Linked DNA regions of Hordeum vulgare: all the other regions are linked to region 1. A link is a contact called in public Hi-C data. All regions are on one chromosome and are shown on one strand. Each heading gives the region's core, a stretch centred on a gene start, on an enhancer-like site or on the middle of the called end of the contact. The rest is flanking DNA. Distances are from core to core; before and after follow the strand shown.

Region 1 (3,903 bases), core at 689-3,188:
CATAAGAGAATTTCAGAAATCTTCGAGGGCCCATGTAGGTGGTGGCATGACAAGGTGGTGGTGGGAAGTGTAGTCCCACCCCGCTAGTGGAGAAGAAATTAGACACCTTTATAAGGGTCTCTCTTCTACATGCTATTGGAGAGTGAGAAGAGAAGAGGCCCTCGCGCACTCCTTCTCATCCGCCCGCCTTGCCACGCCTCGCCGCGCCGCGGGTTGCGGGAATGAGCCGAGCCGAGCTCATACCTACGCGCTTATTTTTGCCGGTCAGGATCGGAGAATACGTAAGAGGGGCGATTAATTTTTTGGGGAGCGATCACGCGACTGCTCGCCTCCGTCCGTCTGCTTCGTCTTCGTCCGCGTCGTCCTCGTCATCGCCATGGCTGAACCAAGCGAAGCCGACCGTCTTCTCCAGGCCGAAGCCGAGAAGAAGGCAGCTGAGGATGCTGCCGCTGCCAACGCTGCTGCTAAGGTCAAGTGGCCGATCGGAGGGTATAATATGTTTATCCCGCTCCTGTTTATTTCTGTCATAGTAGTACTAGTTATATGTGTAGATGTTTCTGCTATATGCGTATTACTTGCTATTATGCTCTTCATGGATGAATCTATCTGAAAAATTGCCTATTTACTCACCGTATATCCTTGACTTCGGGATATTTCTTGTCACCTCATCTGATTGAATAGTACCTGCTCTTGGAATTCTTTTACAAACAGTCCATATCCATCATTGTCAAGCTGTGACGCCGAAAGTTCTTTAATGTGTATTTTCTTGTTCTCTTTCTCATAAGTAATATCTTATGTCGACCATGGAGTGCTTGAGGTCCATAATAGCTGAGAAGTACTCATTCTGTATTCCCTAGAACACTCAAGTGATTCAACTCAACAACAACAACATAAAAGCACTCAAAGTGATGTCCTAGAAAGGAAAAAAATCAAGTACAAATGCAGCCTCCCAGAAAATAGACAGCAGAGGCTTTCACAATGAACGAGCAGGTATGGACATATGGGAAAAAATTTCCCCTCTGTTTCCTCCCATATTTGGTGGAACAGAAGCAGAAAACCCATCCAAATACTTTAACTGCTTAGTCGAACAAGTAGCTCCATGGCGGTGTCTGGACGCCACCGAGCTCGAGGTCTTCCCGCCACGGTCTGGTATCCGGCGACTCTATGAACATGCCCTCCGAGTAGCATGATCCGGCATCCATGCCGCCAAACCAGTGCTCATTCAACAGCTCGCTGGACATGAACAGAGCGCTCGGCGCCGGCGAGCCATCGACTTCCTTCTCGTCAACGGCTGTCCGTGCCGGGGACATTGGCGCCGTGGACGCGACCGGGTGCTGTCTTTGGAACGCCAGGACGGCGACGGCGACGGCATCCTTGATCTCCTTAGCGGTGCTGAACGGGCCGGCGAGGAGGGGGAGCATCCGCCAAGCAGAGTCGGCGAAGTTCAGACAGGCGGCGCGGCCAGAGAGCGCGAGAACGGCGGCGTCGTGCGCGCGCGCTGCCATCTCGGCGGTGGTGAAGGTGCCGAGCCAGAGCCTGGAGCCCCTCATCCCGAGCACGCGCACCTCGCACACCCACCGGCCTGCGGGGCCCCGGCGCCGCACGCCGCGGTACAGCGGGTGGCGCGTCTCCTTGAACTTGGTCCGGCCGGCAGGCCGCTTCGGCGGCTCCGACCACACCGTCCTGTGCCCATCACACGGGGAGGCGGCGTCTGCGGCGTCCATCGATCGATCGCAGTGTCGCCGGGAGCCGGTCGACTGTGGAGTAAGCAGCGTGTTTTATTAGCTGCTGCGCTGAGACTTGGGAGAGATGGATGCTGGAGAGTGGAGCGGTGGAGTTTGGTTGGATGAGCAGGCCGCGGAGCATATATACCCGGCGCCCGCCGTGGCGCGGAAGAAGATTAGCGCGGGGTGGTGCGGTCACGCGCTCAGTGACATTAGCTTGAACGACTACGTGGAGCAACATCTGGCCACATAATTTGCACGACATGCAAGGACAAGCATAGTATACTAGCACTAGATCTTTTTCTTTCCTTCCGTCGAACAACAAGTATCTTAGTTGAGGCCACACTTCACATCCAAGCATCTTTTGTGGGAAATTAATGAATAAAATAAGCATCTTGGCATATCTTTCGGAGCCCTGCTGTGCTGGCCACAGCATCAACGAAGGAGGCCCAGAGCGCGACGTAACGTGCCACCAGGCGCGTGGCATGAGAGCGCAGCGCCTGCTTCCTCACACTCACACTCACCCACTGTTCAGTGAGTGAGCGAATGAAAAGGACAGCTGGACTCGCTTATAGCGGCATAGAATTTTGTGACAAAGAAATCGGCAAAAGATCCAGGGCAACGGTAGCTTCAAGGTACAGTTAGCAGGCAGTCAGCAGGCTGTAAGGATTAAAATACTGTATTTTTGCTGAGTTGGATGAAAGAGAAGAGGAGAGAGAAGGGAAGCGGGCTCTTCGTGAAGAGCCAGCTCTAGCACGTGCTTCTAGGTGCTTTGTGAGAATGAAAGATGAGCCATATATGATAAAAGTAGTACTTTTTTATAGCTCGCTATTGTACAAGCTAGCTATAAGATGAGCTATAAGATAACTTATAGCCAGCAGTTGGCTATACTATTAACCATGCTCTTATATGCGCGTAGGATTCCAACCCAACACTCCATAAAAGTCAGTTGGCCCAATAACCAACTCAACAAACTTTCGGTTATTGGCAAATACTCCCTCCTTTCCGGTTTATGGGGCTTATCTCAAAAATTTCAGATTTCCATTATATTAGACTTATTTTGAGTCTAATTGAGTTAAAGTGTTGTGAGTCTCACACCATATTTAATTCATAGAATTTAGACAAAAGGAAATGAGTAGCTATGCATGCATAGTTTTCTACATCCACCATGCAATGAGAAGAAGGATGTTAAATTTATTGCCTCGGAAATTAAGTATGTGAGAAATATTTCATTGACTAGTTAAAACTAGTGTCATCCACTCACAGTTCACCTTAGTTGATGAGATTTCAGATTTGAGCCCTGTAAATCAGAAAGGAGGGAGCAAAAAATAATCAATTTGACCCTGATTAACTATGGGACTCGTAGTCGTCGACCCACCGAGGCACGCTATACATCCGTCACCTCGTTGGTCCTTCGATCTACACGCGACAGCCGTCGTTCGATCTCCGGGCACGTCCCGCTTGTCTCCTCTTAATTTTTGAAATAACGATCGCATTTCAAAAACAACAACCACATTGTAGAAACAACGGCCGCGTTGCAGAACTTTTTTTATGACACTCGCCTTGCTATTCCGTTGATCTGCTGATGGAGTTGCCAGTAGAATTTGTTCTTTTTTCTGCAACAATACTCTTGTTGCAGTATTTCTGCAACAAAATCTTTGTTGCATAACTTTCTCTTTTTTAGTTTTTTGCAACAAAACTCTTGTTGCAAAATTGCAAAAATAACTTCCTCACATCTAATTTTATGATCCATGTTGCAAAAATTATGACCTCTTCGGCTGCTCGCGCACTTCTGTAGTAATTTTCTGACCCATGTTACAAAAAATATGACATTTTTGACTGCTCGTGCACTTGCGCGCCTGTTGTATATTGCACCATTCTGCAAGAACAGCGTCGTTGCGGAGATAGATCACAGACGTACGTGGCCCAATAGGCCACGTGTCAAGTGATCCAATAGGCCACGTGTCAAGTGAAGGAGGCGGCAGATACCACGCATTAAATCGATTGGCCAAACAAAATATTTTCCCATTAATTATCGTATTTAGTAGAGAGATTTCTTTCATGTTTTTTTTTCTCATGAGGGTTCTCTAGTGTTCAACTTCATGTCAAAAAAGTAAAGCATCCAGCGAACGCTCTCATGATGCTGAGGGCGTTGTTGGTGATGGGATCAACGGTCCCT
Region 2 (3,903 bases), core at 608-3,107, 180 kb after region 1:
CGCGCGGGACGAGATGCTCTAAGATCTTTTCCCCGTAACGGACATGAAATATCTCAAGCGGGAGTACTAGCACTTTTGTGGCAAACATAACATAATTAATCATCCTGGCATGCACCCTGACCTGCCTTGCTGTGTGTTCTAGGAAATAGAGGCGAGAGAGTGACGCACCGGACCCGGACGGACCACCGGCGAGGCGACGGTCCCAGCTGCCTGCTTCCTCGCCCATGGTCACGGACAGCGACCCATCCCCACTGACGCGACAGGTCGGGCACAGTGACAACGATTTCCAAACACGAAATCGAAATCTCCAAGGAAAAGTCTTCATACTATATTCAGTGCTCTCGTGCTTTCACCGGCTGACATGGGTGGGTCTCGGCCACATCTTTTTGGCTAATTGTAGGTTGCCGCGTGGAGGCCGGAGCGGGGAAATATCCAGCTGCAGCCTGCAGGAACTAGTGGACGTCCCTTGTTATGGTAACCACACGTGAACCAACGGCACCTATTTCTGGACCATCTTGCGCCCGGGTTCATTATTTTACAGCCGGCATTCCCGTCAGCCGGTGCCTTTCGCTTTTCCTGTTCATCGTCTTTTATAAGCTCATTTAATAAGCAGTGTACTTCTTTCTTGCTTGCCGGCCTTCAGAGCATGGTTAATAGTATAGTCAACTGCTGGCTATAGGTCATCTTATAGTCCATTTTATAGCTAACTTGTACAATAGTTAGCTACAAAAGAGTACTACTTTTATCATATATAACCTATCTTTCATTCTCATAAAACACCTAGGAGCACATGCTAGAGCTGGCTCTTCACGAAGAGCCCGCTTCACTTCTCTTTCCTCTTCTCTCTCATCCAACTCAGCAAAAATATAGTATTTTATACTTGCTCTCATATGTCGAGGAGTACGTATATGGTTATGTGAGACCGATTTTGTTGCGCTCAAATGTCCCGCGATTTTATTATGCCGACGATAGGTCCACGTACGGGGCGCTTTTTCGGGATTGAATAAAGAAATAAACGAACGGAGCGAAGATAGTTTCGGCAGGAGATCCTGGCTCGGTGTCATCAGTGGTTCCATAGCGCTGCATCATCTCCATGCTCCGAGCTCGCCCCGCTTGACGGCGGCGGCGGTGGCTCCAGGAGCAGCCCCTGCGCCAGGTCCGCGTAGTAGGTCCCCGCGTCCATTTCGCCGGACGTGTGGAGCTCCAACATGTCATGGCACAATGCGTCCGGCACCACGAACTCCGCATTGGCGCAAGGCAGCTGGTAGTGGGACGACGCCGCCGCCGACGAGCTGGCACTGCCCGGCGCGTACGCCTCCGAGGCGACCCCGTCGACGGAGGTCACCTCGGTGATGGCGCCGGCGCCCGTCTCCTGCCGGCGCAGGAAGTCCACGACGGCCCCGATGGCGGCGCGCCGGACGTCCGCCATGTCGGAGAGGGAGGAGGGCACGGCGAGCAGCCACGCCGAGTCCGGGAAGTTGAGGCGCGCGGCAGGTGTGCGGCCGTACAGCGCGAGCATGGCGGCGTCGTGCGCGCGCGCGGCCGCCTCGGCGGTGACGTGCGTGCCGAGCCAGAGCCGCTCGCCGCGCTTCCCCGGCACGCGCACCTCGCACACCCACCTGCCGTTGCTGCCCCGGCGGCGCACGCCGTGGAACACCGGGTGGCGCGTCTCCTTGAACTTGGTGCGCCCCGCGGGGCGCTTCGGCGTCGGCGACGCAGGAGACGACGGCATCCCCTGCTCGAGGGAGGACGGCGGGGATGCCGGCGAGTTCCAGTTACGCTCGGGGACCGTGTCCATTGCCGCTGCACCTTATTTCTGCTTGGCTAGTTGACTGGAGTAGGAGCCGTGATGTCTGCTGCCTTGGTGAATGGTGGCTATGAGACTAGGAGTAGTCAGTAAACCAGTGGCTGGCCTAGAGTGTGCTTATTTATAGTTTTGCGCGACGCGGTGAATGGCGACGGCTTTGCCCGTCGGCGCGGGGACAGCTTGTGGTGTGTGACGTTGGACCGTTAACCGGCCGACGCGTGTGGCGTGACTCCTCAGTGTAGACGTGTGGGGGGTTTGAAGCGTTAAGCAAAGAATGAAAAGGCATCTTTTTAACCGCGTTTTGTGCTCGTCGGCCGGGTGCGAGAAAACGTGGGTGACGGCCAACTTGCTACTTTGGGTGTGTTGGAGTATCCCATTCCCGGCCTTCTCATCTATCTGAATCACCCTCAGCATCACTGTGTTCTTGTGATGTCAAAGTGTCCTTTTAATTTCCATGCAATAACATTTGACCTTGTTTGGATCAATTGTAGTTCTGCTGTAAAATACTCCCTCCGTCCCAAAATAACTGTCTCAACTTTATACTAGATCTAATATAAATTTATACTAAGCTTAAGACAGTTATTTTGGGACGGAGGGAGTAATACAAGTCGTTTTAGGTCACTAAAGTAAAATCCATACTCGAACCATGAAGGACTTTTGATTTTCTACTACGAACGCAATTAGCCCTTTATGCTTGCCAAATCAACTAAAGCAAGTAAATACACAAAGGCCTGTAGGTACAACGCAATTAGCCCTTTATGCTTGCCAAATCAACTAAAGCAAGTAAATACACAAAGGCGTGTATGTACAATCATTCAGAAATACTGCAGGGCAAAAGTGTGTCGTGGTCCGCCTAACCCATTAACAAATGTTGTGATAAGAAACATACCAACACAACCTTGTATCTCCATCCTCTGAAGTCGGTGATGGACGACCTAGACAAGAAGCGTGTGTGTAATTTCATTTCTTCAATTATTTTCCCAAATTTCATGTCGAAATAATCTGTTCATCTTTCAAGCAATGAGAACATAAAGTATTTAGTACTTACCAATGCTTAGGGAACTCATGTATGGATTAGAACTTAATTTTTTGTTTTGTGCTTTCCTTTAGGTTAGCATGCCTAGCTTATCCATTGTAGCTTAGTAAGGCTAGAGTCACATTCTTCTTTGACTTGTGGCACCGCTCCACCTAGCCAGTTATGTCTCCTACTGTCATGGTGTTTCATCTTTCCATTCCATCATTTGAAAAACCATCGTCGACAAGGTTTAATCAAGCGAGAGGGGATGCCATCGACATTACCGACACCGGGCGTATGCCAAGCACCTGCGCATGAACTGTCAACTTGAAAATCCCTCTTATTAACCTTCCTCATGTCACTATGTTCTCTTCCTCCTACCCCTAACAAGTGATTCACTACTTAAATATAGGAATTTATTGGTTGCCTGTTATATTTCTTGATTTTTTAGCGGGGTCTAAGTCAACAAGAAGATTGGCCATGTCAAAGTGTAGAGGGTGATCTTCTATGCGTGGATGCTGAAAATATGACTCATGGTGATAACATTGCATGAATATTCCGTTTTTCACAAAAATAATATATATGCTAGTGTTATTCACTGGCCCTTCCATTAAATACAACATCATGCGTCGCTGCGAGAATTTTGATTCAAAATTAAAGGAAGAGTCAAGGTTTCGACCGTGCAAGTGAGTCCGTGCAAATTATCCCGCGTGTCGTGTTTTGTGGTCGAAGTGGCATACAAAGAACTAAAATCCTTGATAAAGCCTGCAAAACCTATAAACGTATTTGCATAATTATACACAACCTATATACTCGAGTTCTTGACAATAATGTAGTAGTATGACCCGTCGGAAATTTGTAGTCCAAATTCGAATCAAAGCACAAAAAAAGATCAGCCATTTCTTTCTGCATTACTTGGATTTTCCTTTGGCAACCCGTTATTTCGTGTAACACATTTATGTGTGTCTTTTGCTTGTTCCTATAATCTCTTTCTATATACTCCTCTGTTTCCAAAAATAAGACCTTTTAAAGATTTTAAATTATGAACTACGTACGGATGTATAGAGACAGATTTTAGAGG
Region 3 (3,903 bases), core at 1,018-3,517, 140 kb after region 1:
AAATTGGATTTCCTTACATCACCTAAGTGTATATCGATGATTTCATCATCAATGTCTCTACAAGACATAAACATACACAAAATCATCTCAAGATGGAAAATTTGGATTCAACCGAATTTAGCTTAAGCTTACAACTTGAGCATTCTCTCAAGAATACATATCAGTCTACATATATCCAAAACATATACGAGAAGTTCAGTGTGGATATATCATAACAACAAAACACATGTATGGTCATACTACCTTTGATAAGGTACATACCTATGGTTGATAATGAAGTGACATAAAGACCTGAAGTTCTATATCTCACTAATGTCAAAGCACTCATATGATTGCAAACTATGTCAGTCCTGACACCATATTAGCTATGTTTGTTCAGAGTGCAACCCCCAACAAAAGGTACATGCTTGATATATGGAATATTATCTTATATCTTAAGCTCACAATAAATATTGGACAATTCCATCAGGAAATACAAGATATGACCATGATATGATATGATGATATTGGCTCTTTATTTGATCCCAAAGACGCCATATCAATGACTCAATTTGTTGGAATAGCCTTCATATGGAAGTCGTCTAAATGGACTTTAATCGTTATTCCCACTTATCATTCTGACATAATTGCTTTATCTAAAAGCATTGCAAAATATGCATGGCTTGGCAGAATGATTAACCACACTCAAAATCATGTGGTTGAGATTCATCAGAATCACATAACTTGATTTATAAAGCTACTTCCACTTGTGTTACTCAATACCTAGAGGTTATATGAAGAACAATATCATAAATCACATTGCTCGAAAACTACTTATCCTCACGGATTATAGAAAAGTGAGGAAATAATTTGCAAACAAAATCATGTGAAAATCCAATAGATTATACACAATCTTATGTTCTGCCAATGAAATTGGTATGAGACATCCTCCATATTTGCAAAGTTCAGGGGGAGTGATCTCCCAAACTATAACCTATTAACAATCATCAAATTGCATATATTGTACTCTTTTTCCCTTGATGAGTTCTTCCCTAATGGTTTCTCATAAAAGGTTTTTAACGAGACAATATAAACACAAGTGTTTGTATATGCCATATCATTTTCTCCTTATATTTTTTCCCACTGGGTTTTAAAGGAGTTTTCAATGGCATGTCAGATGCACTCTTTTCCCTTATGAGTTTTCTCCTGTAGTTTCTCATAATGGTTTTTAATGAGGTAATACCTTCTCAAAGATCGTATGTCATACTTTCTATTTTCCCTATTGGGATTTTTAAAGGAAGTACTCAAGACATATCAATTGTTCTCTAAACTCACCAATGAATTTTCTCCTTCTCCAAAGGTTTTTCTCATATGAGTTATCAAGAGAAAATAATCATTATATGTTGCATCATTTTCTCCTTATTATTTTTCCACTGGGTTTAAAGAAGATTTAGCAACATATCTGCATAATTCTCATATTTTTCCCACACGGTTTTTAGAGGAGACTTCAAGATTATTCAAAGAATTTATCAAGATTATGAATATATCCAAGAAGACGCGTTGTACAAGGGGGAGTGTTAAAAATAGAATAGTTGCTTATTAATTAAGCTAATTAGGATTAAATTAATTGTTAGATAAGTTACTTGGTTCTCAAGTAACCATGTAATTCCTTGACTCTCAAGGCAACTATGTAATTCCTTGACTGTCAAGTAACTATGTGTTTACTTGGCTGCCAAGCAACATGTTTACTTCCGTTTGAATATAAATACCCTACTTCTATCATCAATAAAGACTAATGGATCATCTTTCATTCATCTCTCTTTCTTCTTCTTTTTTACATTTAACATGCATAACGCGGGGTAAAACTGTGCCACGAGTCCAAGGCTGGTCCATGCTTGTGGCCCCAATTATCAGTTGCCAGCAAGACCTTTTTAATGGTGCAAATCCATGACGCGTCACTTGTCCCCTGCCGCTTGCCCACGACGCGTACAGAACGAGCCTCAACAAAAAAGATGTCTTCTTCGTTTTGACGCTGCTATTCCCTGACGCGTCACTTGCCCCAAGCCGCTTCCCCACACCGCGTAAATGGCACACTCCCCAAGACACTCAATCGCTGGAGAACAAGATATACTAACGCGGGAGGAAAATGCGTCACTTGTCCCAGCCTGCTATATGCCATCATTTCAACGCTGCAAATTCCTGACGCGTCTTCTCTCGCTGCCGCTAGTCTGGAACGCGTCAGGCAGAACTATAAAAGACACTCAATCTAACAAACACTCCCCAGCTCAATCTCAGCCTGCTCTCACACTCCCAGACCTCGGTCCACCGTACGTAAGCTGGAGCCAGCACCGACCACCTACAATAGCAATATTGACATGGCCGGCTCCGATCAGCAGCGGTGCTCCCCTTCCTCGCCGTCGTTGTCCTCTCATCTGAAGCGCCCCGCCGGGCGCACCAAGTTCAAGGAGACGCGTCACCCGGTGTACCGCGGCGTGCGGCGCCGCGGCAGCGCCGGCCGGTGGGTGTGCGAGGTGCGCGTCCCCGGCAAGCGAGGCGAGCGGCTCTGGCTCGGGACGCACCTTACCGCCGAGGCGGCCGCGCGTGCGCACGACGCCGCCATGCTCTGCCTGCTCGACCGCCGCGCCCCGTGTCTCAACTTTGCCGACTCCGTCTGGCTCCTCGCCGTGCCGTCCGCGCTCTCCGATCTCGCTGATGTCCGGCGCGCGGCTCTCAGCGCCGTCGCGGATTTCCAGCGCCGGGAGGCCGCAAGCGGCGCCGCCACGAGGGCCCAGGCGGCGGCCGCCCTCATTGACGAGGGAACCTGTAGCCAATCCGCGCAGTCGTCCATGGAAAATACCGGCTCGTCGTCGACGTCGTCATCCCTACCTTCAGCCGACGGAATGCTTGAGGTGCCGACCACACTGGGCAGCAACATGTTCGAGCTGGACATGTCCGGGGAAATGGACCTGGACACATACTATGCGTACTTCGCGGAGGGGCTTCTCCTGGAGCCGCCGCAACCGCCGGCCGCCGGCGCGTGCTGGGATACCGATGGCGGTGGAGCAGACGCCGCGCTCTGGAGCTACTAAAATACTCCGGCCAGCTGCTTTGACTCTATGCATGGAACAAACCGAAGCTGTTCCCTTCCAGCATGATAAAATTGTGGAACTAAAATCCATCAAATACTGCGACACAGCTGCAAATGCAAACAAACGAAGTTCTAACCTAGGCACAGGAGCAAGAAAATGACACATGAAATGACATGACTGCTCGAAGAATAATAATAGTCCACAGAAGATCCTAGACTGGTGGCAAATGACTGCCAAAAAAGGTACACTATCACATGATGTGTCATGACTATAACTGGTAGTCAGACTAGAAAAATCAACGGCTTGTTAATCAGACAGATGTGGTCAGGGCGCCCATTCGGAAGATGTGGCCTAGGCACCACCCAGGTCAGCTGGTTAAAGCAGCTGGATCCCATTTTTCCGGTCGTCATGGCCACGCGATTTGAGCTGACGCGGCGCTGCTGCCCGGGCCAGCTCCGCCCTCCTTCCCGAATTGCGTGGCCAACATGCAAGATGCATATAGTTGACGTGTCACGTACCTTTTTCCTCTTGCAGCAGATATTTTTAGATCTAGTGTGACTGTGGAAGTGACTAGTGTGCTGTAATAATTGTGCACAACTCGCAATTATTGTGTATATAGTGCAAGGCTTTGTTTTGCCTCTCCACGTAAGGCTTTTGTGGAGACATGGTTGTAATGGGTTGTATAGTGTTCCTCATTACGAACACATATTCATGGGTTTCTTGATGCCTTTGTGAAGACTGTGGCAGGCACCAACATGGTCCGTAGAGACAGAGCTATGACCAAGTCTGCGTGCCTGTGTGGTCCGAAAGTTGATGGCAGTTTTTTTAAGTACTC

What was found. A called contact is a pair of places that touch in the nucleus more often than the background predicts.
Region 2: a contact with region 1 is called in a Hi-C map of seedling, with 2.4 times the contacts expected there. The contact joins the promoter of LOC123398324 here to the promoter of LOC123397482 in region 1. A contact is called at or near these places in 2 of 6 Hi-C or Micro-C datasets (leaf and seedling).
Region 3: a Hi-C map of seedling shows a contact between it and region 1, with 3 times the contacts expected there. The contact joins the promoter of LOC123398453 here to the promoter of LOC123397482 in region 1. A contact is called at or near these places in 2 of 6 Hi-C or Micro-C datasets (leaf and seedling).

Annotation. Positions count from the first base shown.
Region 1 is chr5H:495,524,398-495,528,300 of MorexV3_pseudomolecules_assembly, forward strand. LOC123397482 (dehydration-responsive element-binding protein 1B-like) reads right to left here and starts at 1,939. Exons shown (of 1, transcript XM_045092011.1): 1 at 892-1,939. The coding sequence starts at 1,724. The coding sequence ends at 1,080.
Region 2 is chr5H:495,709,447-495,713,349 of MorexV3_pseudomolecules_assembly, forward strand. It overlaps LOC123398324 (dehydration-responsive element-binding protein 1H-like), which reads right to left and starts at 1,858. Exons shown (of 1, transcript XM_045092807.1): 1 at 956-1,858. The coding sequence starts at 1,798. The coding sequence ends at 1,064.
Region 3 is chr5H:495,667,434-495,671,336 of MorexV3_pseudomolecules_assembly, forward strand. LOC123398453 (dehydration-responsive element-binding protein 1H-like) reads left to right here and starts at 2,268. Exons shown (of 1, transcript XM_045092923.1): 1 at 2,268-3,342. The coding sequence starts at 2,355. The coding sequence ends at 3,068.